Regions from separate parts of the Muntiacus reevesi genome. Here region 2 is linked to region 1. Evidence: chromatin contacts called from public Hi-C data. All regions are on one chromosome and are shown on one strand. The core of a region is the stretch at or near the end of the contact, and the rest is flanking DNA. Distances in the headings are between cores, read along the strand shown. Region 1 holds the start of CFAP57 (cilia and flagella associated protein 57). Region 2 holds the start of ZNF691 (zinc finger protein 691).

Evidence for each region. Hi-C and Micro-C count contacts between places; a contact is called where the count stands out from the background.
Region 2: a Hi-C map of blood shows a contact between it and region 1, with 3 times the contacts expected there. The contact joins the promoter of ZNF691 here to the promoter of CFAP57 in region 1. A contact is called at or near these places in 2 of 3 Hi-C or Micro-C datasets (blood and muscle).

What each region holds. Positions count from the first base shown.
Region 1 is chr1:161,529,796-161,534,890 of mMunRee1.1, reverse strand. It overlaps CFAP57 (cilia and flagella associated protein 57), which reads left to right and starts at 1,947. Exons shown (of 22, transcript XM_065911616.1): 1 at 1,947-2,103. The coding sequence starts at 1,947. It overlaps EBNA1BP2 (EBNA1 binding protein 2), which reads right to left and starts at 1,557. Exons shown (of 9, transcript XM_065929628.1): 1 at 1,315-1,557; 2 at 1,148-1,231; 3 at 777-946; 4 at 60-183. The coding sequence starts at 1,380.
Region 2 is chr1:162,064,161-162,069,255 of mMunRee1.1, reverse strand. ZNF691 (zinc finger protein 691) reads left to right here and starts at 2,537. Exons shown (of 2, transcript XM_065914865.1): 1 at 2,537-2,591. It overlaps ERMAP (erythroblast membrane associated protein (Scianna blood group)), which reads left to right. Exons shown (of 8, transcript XM_065912737.1): 8 at 1-27. The coding sequence ends at 27.

The DNA of each region.
Region 1 (5,095 bases), core at 698-3,197:
CTGTATAGACTTAAGTACAAAGCCTCAGCCTTCCACAGAAAACCTTTTCCATTTCTTACCTTCTGCATCTGCTGATCAGACTTGGCCATCTCTGCAAAGTAATCCGCAGGCCGCTTGGTAGGCACTTTGAGCTGATGGAGGCGGGGCAGTACCGTAAGCACTGCCGCCTGGGCTTGACGGTAGCTGAGGATGAAGGACGAAGCGTGAAATGAGCTAAGGCAGAGAGGCCTTACATCCTTCTCACTGCCTCTCATAAGGTAGCCAAGGTCTAAGAGCCCACAACACCTGACCTCCACCAGCAAGAACACACACACACACACACAAAAATGGTAATGAAACCTCATTAACTCATTAGGAGAAATCTTTTAAAAGGGGTGGGGAGTATTGCTTAAAATGAATTAGTAGTTTAATAAAATGACCACTTTAGAAGTGCTCACTAACTTACAAACGCCAGTTACACATTCTTATTTAGTCACTAAAAAAAAAAGTCCATAAAAGGATCCCGCATAAGAAACTTTTTGTTTTCATAATCAACTGCACAAAAAACTTTAAAACTTAATATTTGAAAATAAACTGGACTTTAAATTGTGACTGCTGGACCACGGGGTTTTTCTCTCAACCACGGAGCATCTCCTACTCTTTAGTCCAAAGAAGCTTTCCTCCCTACTCCCAGGCTTAGGACACCTCGGAGGAACACAAGCTCACGGCCTCGATCCTCTTCCCCACTCTCTAGCACAGGGACCCACAACCTTTCACACACTAGAAAACATACATACAAGTTCATCTCACGCTTAAAGTCATCTTCTGGATCAACAGCTTTCGGATCCTGGTTCTGAGATGTTGACTGAGGTCCACTGATTTCTGGTACCGGACCCAGGGTAACATCAAGCCTTTCAACCCATTCCAGATCCCGCTTGAATTCAGCCAAACACTGCTTCAGGCCATTCTAGGAAATTCAGACACCAAGCTCACAGAAAGGTAACAGGCCAACAAACGAAGTGCCAACCTCCAAGACCCCGACAGGTAGTTGACCCTCTTGGCAATGCGCAGGATGTCTTTCCTGGAACTAGAACGCAGTCTCTGGAGCACAACAGTGCCTCGCGCGCCTCCCAAGTCTAGCATCCTCCGACCGGGCCCCCGAACTCACCACGTCATTCACGGCCTTCTTCGGCCCCTCTAGCACCACGTTGAGGCCTGGCTTTAGAAGCCCTCGGGAAAACGCATCCTGCAACTACAAGGCACGTTCCGCGGTGAGAACGGGAGAGTGAGGAGCCCTCTCCCTCGCGCAGCCCCGCGAACTCGGATGATACCTACCTCTCTGTCGGTGACAAGAGAGTCATCAGAATCGGAGTCCGAACCTGAGAGCGGGGGGGTGTCCATCTCACCACGCGCGAGTCCACACCCACCGAAGGAAGCGGAGTAGCCCGAGACGCCCGCGCCTGGAAAAGGGCGCCCCTCGCCGCGGCGGGTTTGCAGCCCCCTGCCCTCCTGCCGCGGACCCACGTGGACTCGAACCGCACCGGAGCAAACAGCTGCTCCTGAGCTCTCTGAGCAAAAGACTTCCGCTTCCGGGTGCTGACAGACTTCCGGCTTGCCGTTGCTATAGGAACCGCTCCGGCGTCGGGGAGTGCCGGTTGCTTCGGATTCGTAGGGGCAGTACCCTGGACACACGCGTGGTCTGGTGATCCAGAGAGCAGAAGCTTACAGGTGGGAGAGATCTCTGGGGGTCGTCCAGAGGAGCAGGAAGCCGCGAGGGCGAAAAGAACGAGCAGACGCAGGAGCTGGGTCTGGGGCACCGGGCGAGTTTGCTAAGGGGAGGGGGCGGAGGAGCAGTTCGGGGGCGGACCCACGGGCGTGTCGCGGGGAGGGTGCGGCAGGGTGGGCGGGGTTTCGCGTTTCTCCTTGCTCACCAGCTGCGTTGCATCTTTAGCGGAACTACCCGGACCATGTCCACTGTGGTAGCTCAGTCGCTGCATGTTTTTGGTCTTCGATCCCACGTGTCCAACAATGTCTTCTTCTTCGATGAACAGATCATTATATTTCCTTCAGGAAATCACTGTGTGAAGTACAATGTGGATCAGAAATGGCAAAAATTCATTCCAGGTAAAACTGTTTCCAATCTGACACCTAGGTAACCATGTGAACCAAATATAACACCGTAATCCCAATAGGACGATTGAAAGAAAACTTTTTTGTCCAACTTGACTATACATATAGTTTTATAAATGTAGAAGAAATACATGTCTACTTGCCTTATTTTAATGTATAGATTAATGAATCATACATACTTAAAGTCACATGTAAAATCATGTTAATTTAAAGGTACTTATTTTCACTGTGATCTAATGGAAAAAAATTCTTTTGAAGAGTTTCATGCATCTTCATTATCACTCTCTTTGTCATCACCAAGGCTGCTTTTTTACTTCTCTTTACAGTTTTCTAGAGTACACCACTTTCATTACAGACCTTTTGAATCCATTTATGATGAAGCCACTGGAGATTTTACCCCAGGTCAGAAATAACCATTTGTGTACTGTAACATTTGGTTTTGTTCACATTGGTCCTGCAAATGATATATATGATTTCCACATCTTAGACACTCTTTTCCACTGTTTTCTGCACTCAACCTGTTTTATTGTGACATGCATACAAGAGACTGTATACTACATATTTGTAGTATTTAAAAAACTATAGTAAAATGAAAATCTGCAAATCTACCAAAAGGAGAGCAAATAATACAGTACCAGTTCCTGTGTTTCTCCCTGACATCATTCATCTCACATGTGCCCACTCTCACGCCATCCTGTAATTATTCCCTTATTTCTCTGTATAGTTTTACCACATATTTAACTGTGTGGCCTTATGTAAGATATTGTTTTTGTTTGTGCTACCTTCCAACTTCGTATAAATGTAATGGTAGTGTATGTATTCTGTGACTTGCTTCTCTTGTTTAACAACATACTTCGAGATTCATGCATTTTGTACATGTTAACTGAGTTCTTTTTATTACTATGCAGTATTCCCTCATGTGATTCTAGTGTCTCAAATATATTTATCCATTCTAGTGTTGATGGACATTTGAGAATCAACATTTTTTTTTTTTTTTTTTTTTGCTTCTCTGGTGGCTCAGATGGTAAAGAATCCGCCTGCAGTGAGGGTTCGATCACATTGGGTTCAACTTGGGTTTGACTGCTGGGTTGGGACGATCCCCTGGAGAAGGGAACGACTACCCACTCCAGTATTCTGGCCTGGAGAATTCCATGGACAGAGGAACCTGGCAGGCTATAGTCCATGGGGTTGCAAAGAGTTGGACACGACTGAGTGACTTTCAGTTTCATTTTTTTGCTATTTCAAACCGTACTGCATTCTTGCATTCATGTGTTCTCATCTACTTATGCAGAGATTCTCCAGGGCACACACCAAAACAGTACTGTGGCCGTACTCGTTCACAACTGCTGTTACCCCACAACCTCACCACCCCTTGGCTATTGTTCTACTTCCTAATGTTTTGTGCATTTACCTACTACTAATGAGGATGAGAATCTTTTCACATGATTAAGGGGCTACTCCTGTTTAATCTTTTGTGAAATGTCTTGTTTAAATTTTTTATCCATTTTCTGTGTTTGGGGGGATAATTTTCTTACTGATTTATGGTCACACTATATTTTCTGTATACTAATCCTTTGTCAGATGTATACACACTACAAATAATTTCTCCCAGTTTGGGGCTTGTGTTTTCTTCCTCCTTATGGTATCTTGATGGACAGAAATTCTTGGTTTTAATGAAGTCAAATTTATCAACCTTACTCAAGCTTATTAATATATTCTCCTATATTATCTCTTTGATACGCTTCACATTTACCTTTCATCTTTTAAGCGCTGGGTTAGGAGGATGCTGAGTGTGGGGGAATAGTGAGGAACCCAGTATGCCTGGAGCAGAGGGAATAGAGGAGGAGGAGTGAACGGTGAAGCAGAGAAGTAGGCAGAGCAACATCACATGGGCTTTGAGAGGAAGGGCTCCTACTCTGAGTAAAATGAGAAGCTGGGATGGAGGATTCTGAGCAGAGCGACATGATCTGACTTATGTTTCAAAAGGTTCCTTGTGGCTACTGTTCACAGAATAGATTTAAGGAGGGACAAGGGAGGAAATAGGAGACCAGCTGAAGGACTGTGGCTGTAATCCAGGTGAGAGAACATAGTGGCTTGGAGCAGGTAGCAGGTAACAGGGATGGTGAAAAGAGATCAAAGCCTGGCTCTATTTTGAAGGTGGAGGTGACAGGTTTCCTCATCGACCTGATGTAGTTGGGAGAGAAAAGGAAGAAGCAAGGGTTTTGGCCTGAGAACTGAAAGGATGGAGTTGCTGCTAATTGAGACAGGAAAGGCTGCAGAAGGAGCAGGTTTTGTGTGGAATGTTAGTTTTTGACATGTGAAGACTGAGATGCCTGCTAGATATGCAAGACTGGGATGCCTGCTAGATAGGATCTTAAGTGAGCACTTTGATGTCATTTCTTGCCTGGAGAGTTCCATGGACAGAGGAGCCTGGCAGGCTACAGTCCACGGGGTAGCAAAGAGTTGGACCTGACTGAGCGACTAACACTTTTTCAATTTCAGTTGATGTCAATTGTGGATTCAAGAGAAAAGGCCCTGGCTGGTGATAAAAATTTGAAGGTTGTTAGCATAGAGGTGAAATACAAAGTCCTTAGAATGAGGACTTCCCTGGTGGTCCAGTGGTTAATTCTGCACTTCCAATGCCAGGGACATGGGTTCAACCCCCGGTCAGGGAACTTAAGATCCTATAAGCTTGCAGCATGGCCAAATAATAATCTTTTTAAAAAATCCTTAGAATGGATTGGATCACCCAGGGAGTAAATGAGTTTGTGAAAGAAAAGAAGGATAAAGATTGGGCAGTGGGGCCTTCCTACATTTAGTGCCAGGAAATGAGGAAGAACCTGAAAAAGAGTCTTTGGAGGAGTAGCCAAAAAGAGGAAATCCATATAGGAGGTGAACATATTTCAAGGAGAAGTCAGTCATCAACTGGGTTAAAACAACGGAAAAGCATTTACAAACTGCAATCAGTCAGCACATGTTGAGCACC
Region 2 (5,095 bases), core at 1,288-3,787, 530 kb before region 1:
CAGGGGCTCAAGGTTCCTTCTTTCTAGGGATGGGCCTCATCACCTGATTCTCAGACTCTCTTGCCCGGTGCCCTGGATTTCAGTCTCCTGGCCCAGTGATTCTGGAGCATCTCCTCTCCTTTCCCCCAGCCCAGACCCCTTTGTGGTTTCTCTTGAACCACCTTTCTCCCAGGGCTCGGTTTTAGAACTTCTGGGAACTTGAAGTTTCCATTGCCCTGCAAGAATTCTTAAAAACCAAATGAACAATCAAATTAGGTTTAGGTGATGGTGTGGAATGTGTGTCACTGAGATATAGGGACTCTCTACTCAAGGGTCTTCTTAAAAGCACTTCATCCTGCCTCATCCTGCACTCAGGCTTGTAGTTATAAAGTTAGGATGCCCAGTCCTGACTTATTTATCACATCAAGAATCACTTTTCTCCTTTTCTCAGTTCAGGCTTCTAACCCCCAAGGACTGCTTTTTAAAAGTAAACTTCTTTTGGATCGCATACTCTTCCTTCTTTCTTCTGGAATATAGGGCAGAGGACCAGAGGGATTTAAAAAAAGAAAGTCACTGTTTTCTATTTCTTTGATGCTATCTACAGTATAGTTTGATGACATGTGGAAATAATATGTGTGCTTGTTAAGTCACTCAGTTGTGTCCAACTCTTGCAGCCCTATAGACTGCAGCCTACCAGACTCCTCTGTCCATGGGGATTCTCCGGGCAAGAATACTAGAGTGGGTTGCTATGACCTCCTCCAGGAAATCTTCCTAACCCAGGGATGGAACCTAGATCACCTGCAGTGAAGGCAGATTCTTTACCATTTGAGCCACTAGAGAATGTTTTCAAAGCTAACTTGGTGATAACCAGGTATGGGGACTTTAAACATGGTAGCCGTAATCTTAATTTTGAAAAACCTAAGGATCACCCTCAGGAAGATAGGAAGCAAGGCTTCATACAGAGTAGCCCAGCTGTGTGTGGCCTTGAAAAGTCAGCTGTGGGTGAGGCCGTGTGTTACACTGATCCTTTTGAATCCCCTCTGAGACTCAGGGAGGAATTTTTTGTTTGCTTTTGTACAGTCCTTAAATAAAAGCTTGGTATTTGTCATTTGGCATGCTCCTATTTTCATGGGGAATGAGAAGCTGTGGGGAAAGGCTTTGGGCTGGTAAGCAAAAAGCACATTACAGGACTGCTTTTGAAGAGCCTTGATTCCACCCAGGTGAGTTTAACCAGTTAAAAATAAAGCCACAGTTTTATTTCTGAGTCTGCCTTCTCAGTATTTCATTTATATCCATTTATAAAGTCATAGTGTATGTTGGGAATTTATATTTCACTCATCCGTATTTAGTTTCAAACATACTTTTGCGACTATCCCAGTCTTATAACTGATTCACATTGTTCACACTGACTGCACCCAAGAAAACTTACCAACAGGAAACAGAACTGACATTTGTGGTGGCAGAAGTATTACATATGTTAACTTATTTAATTCTTACAGTAATTCAGCCAGGGATTTTATAGGGGAAGGAAATAAGGTGGTAGAACTGGGATTATAAATCTAGTGTATCTATCTCTGAAGACAATACTCTTTTTTCTCTTTGCACTGAAATATTCTTGAAAATGTGAGAGGCTTGTAGAATTTTAGCCTACATATTTGATTAGATTTTTAAAAAATTAAACCTGAAAAAAAAAATCTTAATCCTGGATAGTGGTCTTGTTGTGTCTGAATTGATGAACAAAAGTCAAGTTTCACTAAGTAGCACTCAGAAAAATCCCTGTGCAGCGACTTCAGGAAACTGGAGGTGGTTCCTTGGCCAGGGAATGTTTAGCTTCTCCGACAAAGGTATTGGATTAGTTGATCTTTCAACTCCCTTTCAGGGGGAGGCATAAATTAGGACTACTGAATTAGCAGATATAAACTAGAATCCATAAAATAGATAAGCAACAAGTATTTACTGTATCTCACAGGCAATTACACACAATATCTTGAAATAACCTATAATGGAATATAATCAGTAAACAACAACTACCCCTCATCACAATGTTATACACCTGAAACTAACACAATATTGTAAATCAACTATAATTCATTATAAATAAATAGATTCCCTTCCAGTTTCCAAATCCTTTGACTTTAAATTATAAATCTCCAGTTGGGCACGGGATTCTGGATTCGGGGGATGTCTACAGAATCGCCAAGGGTGGCAAATTTAGAGTGAAGAAGAAACTCTGAATTCGTGACCCCTAGATCATGTAGGTTAGCGCTACATAGTCTACTACTTCCCACACTGGTGGCCCGCACTTTGGGCTTTAAACGCCGGAGCGCAGCAGGAAGCCCTCGACCTTACAGGGAATCCAGTTTCCACCACTAAATTCTAAACTTCTCAAATTTCTTCTCCGAGCCTATTATCTTCCACAGGACTACAACTCCCAGCAGGCCACACCAGGGATTCTTGCGTTGTGGCAGCCAGTATAGCCAGTAAAAAGGAAAGGGAATCCTCAGGAACCAATCCTGAAGAGGTAGGGCGGATCCTTCCCGGGTTCCGGTTCCGGCTCCTCCCCCCGGCTCAGCGAGGCGGTGCTGTTCCTGACCGGGAGACACTGGAACTAGGTGGGTTGGGGTCGGGCCGGAGGCCGCGGTGGCTAGGCGCTAGTGGCTTCGCGGGGAGCTCTCAGCTTAGTTCCTTTCCTCTCACCGGGCAGCCGGGGTTGTGGCTTTGTTCCGCGGACCCACTGGGGAGCAAACGGGGCCCTGTGTTCCCTCGTCCCAACTCCTGGCCCCTTCCCCCGGCCTGCCCGGCCAGCCTCTGGCCCCAAGCCCCTGCCTTCCCGCCCTTCTGTTGGCCTTTGAGTACCCAGTCCCGCTACCACTGACCATATCTTTGGCGTCAGCTTCTCCTTCTCTCCCACCCCTCCGGCCCCAACCCCGCCCGGCAGCTCTGAACCTAGCTCCTCTAGAACGCTCGTACCTCAGACTCCGCCCGGCTGCACACAACCCAACCTCTTGGGTCGGGTTCCCACCCTGACCAGTCTCCTCGGACCCTCTGACTCTTTTGGTCCTCTTCTCTCTCTGTCTCCTTATCCACCTCCCTTCTTCAGTTCGCAGTTCTTTCACACATTTCTCCTGATATTTCCAAGCTCCCCTCTTTCCTTCCTCCCTCCAAGCCTCGACTTGACCCTAACTAAAGGCCCTTCAGACCGCTTTCCAGCTTGGTCCCGTCCCTCTAACCCAGGCCCTTGGCCTTCAACATCTCTGATCACCAGCCCCATCTTCTTGACTCTTGTTAGACCTGACTCCTTTTCCACCGTCTCAGTCCCTTCCACCTGTGGTCCTGCCTGTACCTCTGAACCTCCCGCGAAGACAAGCGCCATGAGTCCCTTTCTCACCAAATCTCTGAAATGTGATATGGAAATGCTCTTTACCTGGCACTGTCTTCTTAGATGGTGGGTTCCCCATCTCTGTCAGTTCCAGTTTTGCTCACACATCCTGCAAGTCCTGACTAAAAGACTAGCTTTTCCATGAAGCTGCTTATCCCTGAACTCTTCAGGGAGATATGCCTGTGTCATCAGAATTTCCATGGGACTGTATTTATTACTGGTGTAGCGCTTAAAAGCTCTGACTTTGGAGCGATGGGCATGGCTCCCAGTTCTGCCACTCATTTGCTGTATGCCCTTGGGCAAATTACAAGTTTCTTGCTTCGCCTGGAACTTAACCTTCTACACTTGTATGACAGTTTCTGGAGTTGGTGGCCCATGACGCTGCACTGTACCGTAAAGTCTTTTAGGGTGGTGACTATAGTCTTAAATCTTATTCAGTCCAGTATTCAGGTCTGGGAAGAGTCGGAGCTTGGTATATTGTGGATTCTCAGTATAGTAGGATCAGTAGTGAGTGGAGGCTTTGTAACTCATTGCATAAAGAGAGATATTGGAGCCCTAGGTGGGATGGGCAGGAGTGAGAGGTAAATTAAGATCATAACCATTCACTCATACTTAAAAAATTTTGAGCACCAGGCCTTGTGCTGGAGACATTACCAAACCAGTCCCTGTCCACAAATTGCTTATAAACTGATAGTGGGAACAGACATGTAAGCAGATAATTGCAAAACACCTTAAAAGCCAGTACAAGATCCTGTGAATGCATTAAGGAGGAAGTGGGCAGAAATTAAGAGATTGCTAAGGAATCGTGGGTGAGAATAGACACAAGTAAGCATGAAATGGGTTGTGGAGACAGGCCTGGTCTTCATTCAGTTTATTTAGCAAATATTTATTAAGGATCTATGTTTGACAGCCACTGCTCTAGGAGTTTGGTTTACATTAATGAATAAAGCAAAGAACCTGGCCCTAATGGGACTCATGTTTTGCAGGGGCAGGCCTATACTAAATAACAGACATAAAGAACAGATCATTAGAAGGTGAGAAGTGCTATGGGGCAAGGGGGAACTGAGTGTGGGGGAAGGGGTTATAATTTTTATTTTTAACTTTTTGTTTTGGAGGGGTTGTGATTTTTAAAGGGATGGTCAGGAGACAGTGACTAAGTATCAAGGAATAGTTTCTTGTTTATTTATTTATTTATTTATTTTTGCAGTTTTGGAAGTGAAGCAGCCTTTTTTTTTTTTTTTAAACATTACTTACCTAGATTCTTGAAAACAAAAAACAAAAACACTCTTAACAGAGATTGGTAGATTATAGTTTGCTTTCTTTTGTTTAAAATGAAGTTTTGTTAGGATACAGCCACACCCAATCACTTATGGATTTTCTATGTCTGCTTTTATGATAGAACGGCACAGTTGAGTAGTTGCAGCAGAGATCCTGTGGCCCCAAATATTTACTAAGTATATACTCCCTGGTCCTTTACAGAAAAAGTTTACTGACCACCCCCCCACCCCACTCCTTAAAGGTTTAACGTACTGTCCATATTTCACATTTTAGATTATATACAGTACCATTTTTAAATTGAATGTTTTCCTTTTCTAACAAGATCACGTAAGGACTCTTTTTCATCCTTGCCTTCTTTACAGGGCTAGCATATAGTGTCTTCAGCAGTTAATCGCAGCTGTCATGTACTGAATGACCAGTACATGCCACACTTTACACTGAGCATTTGATAGGCATTTC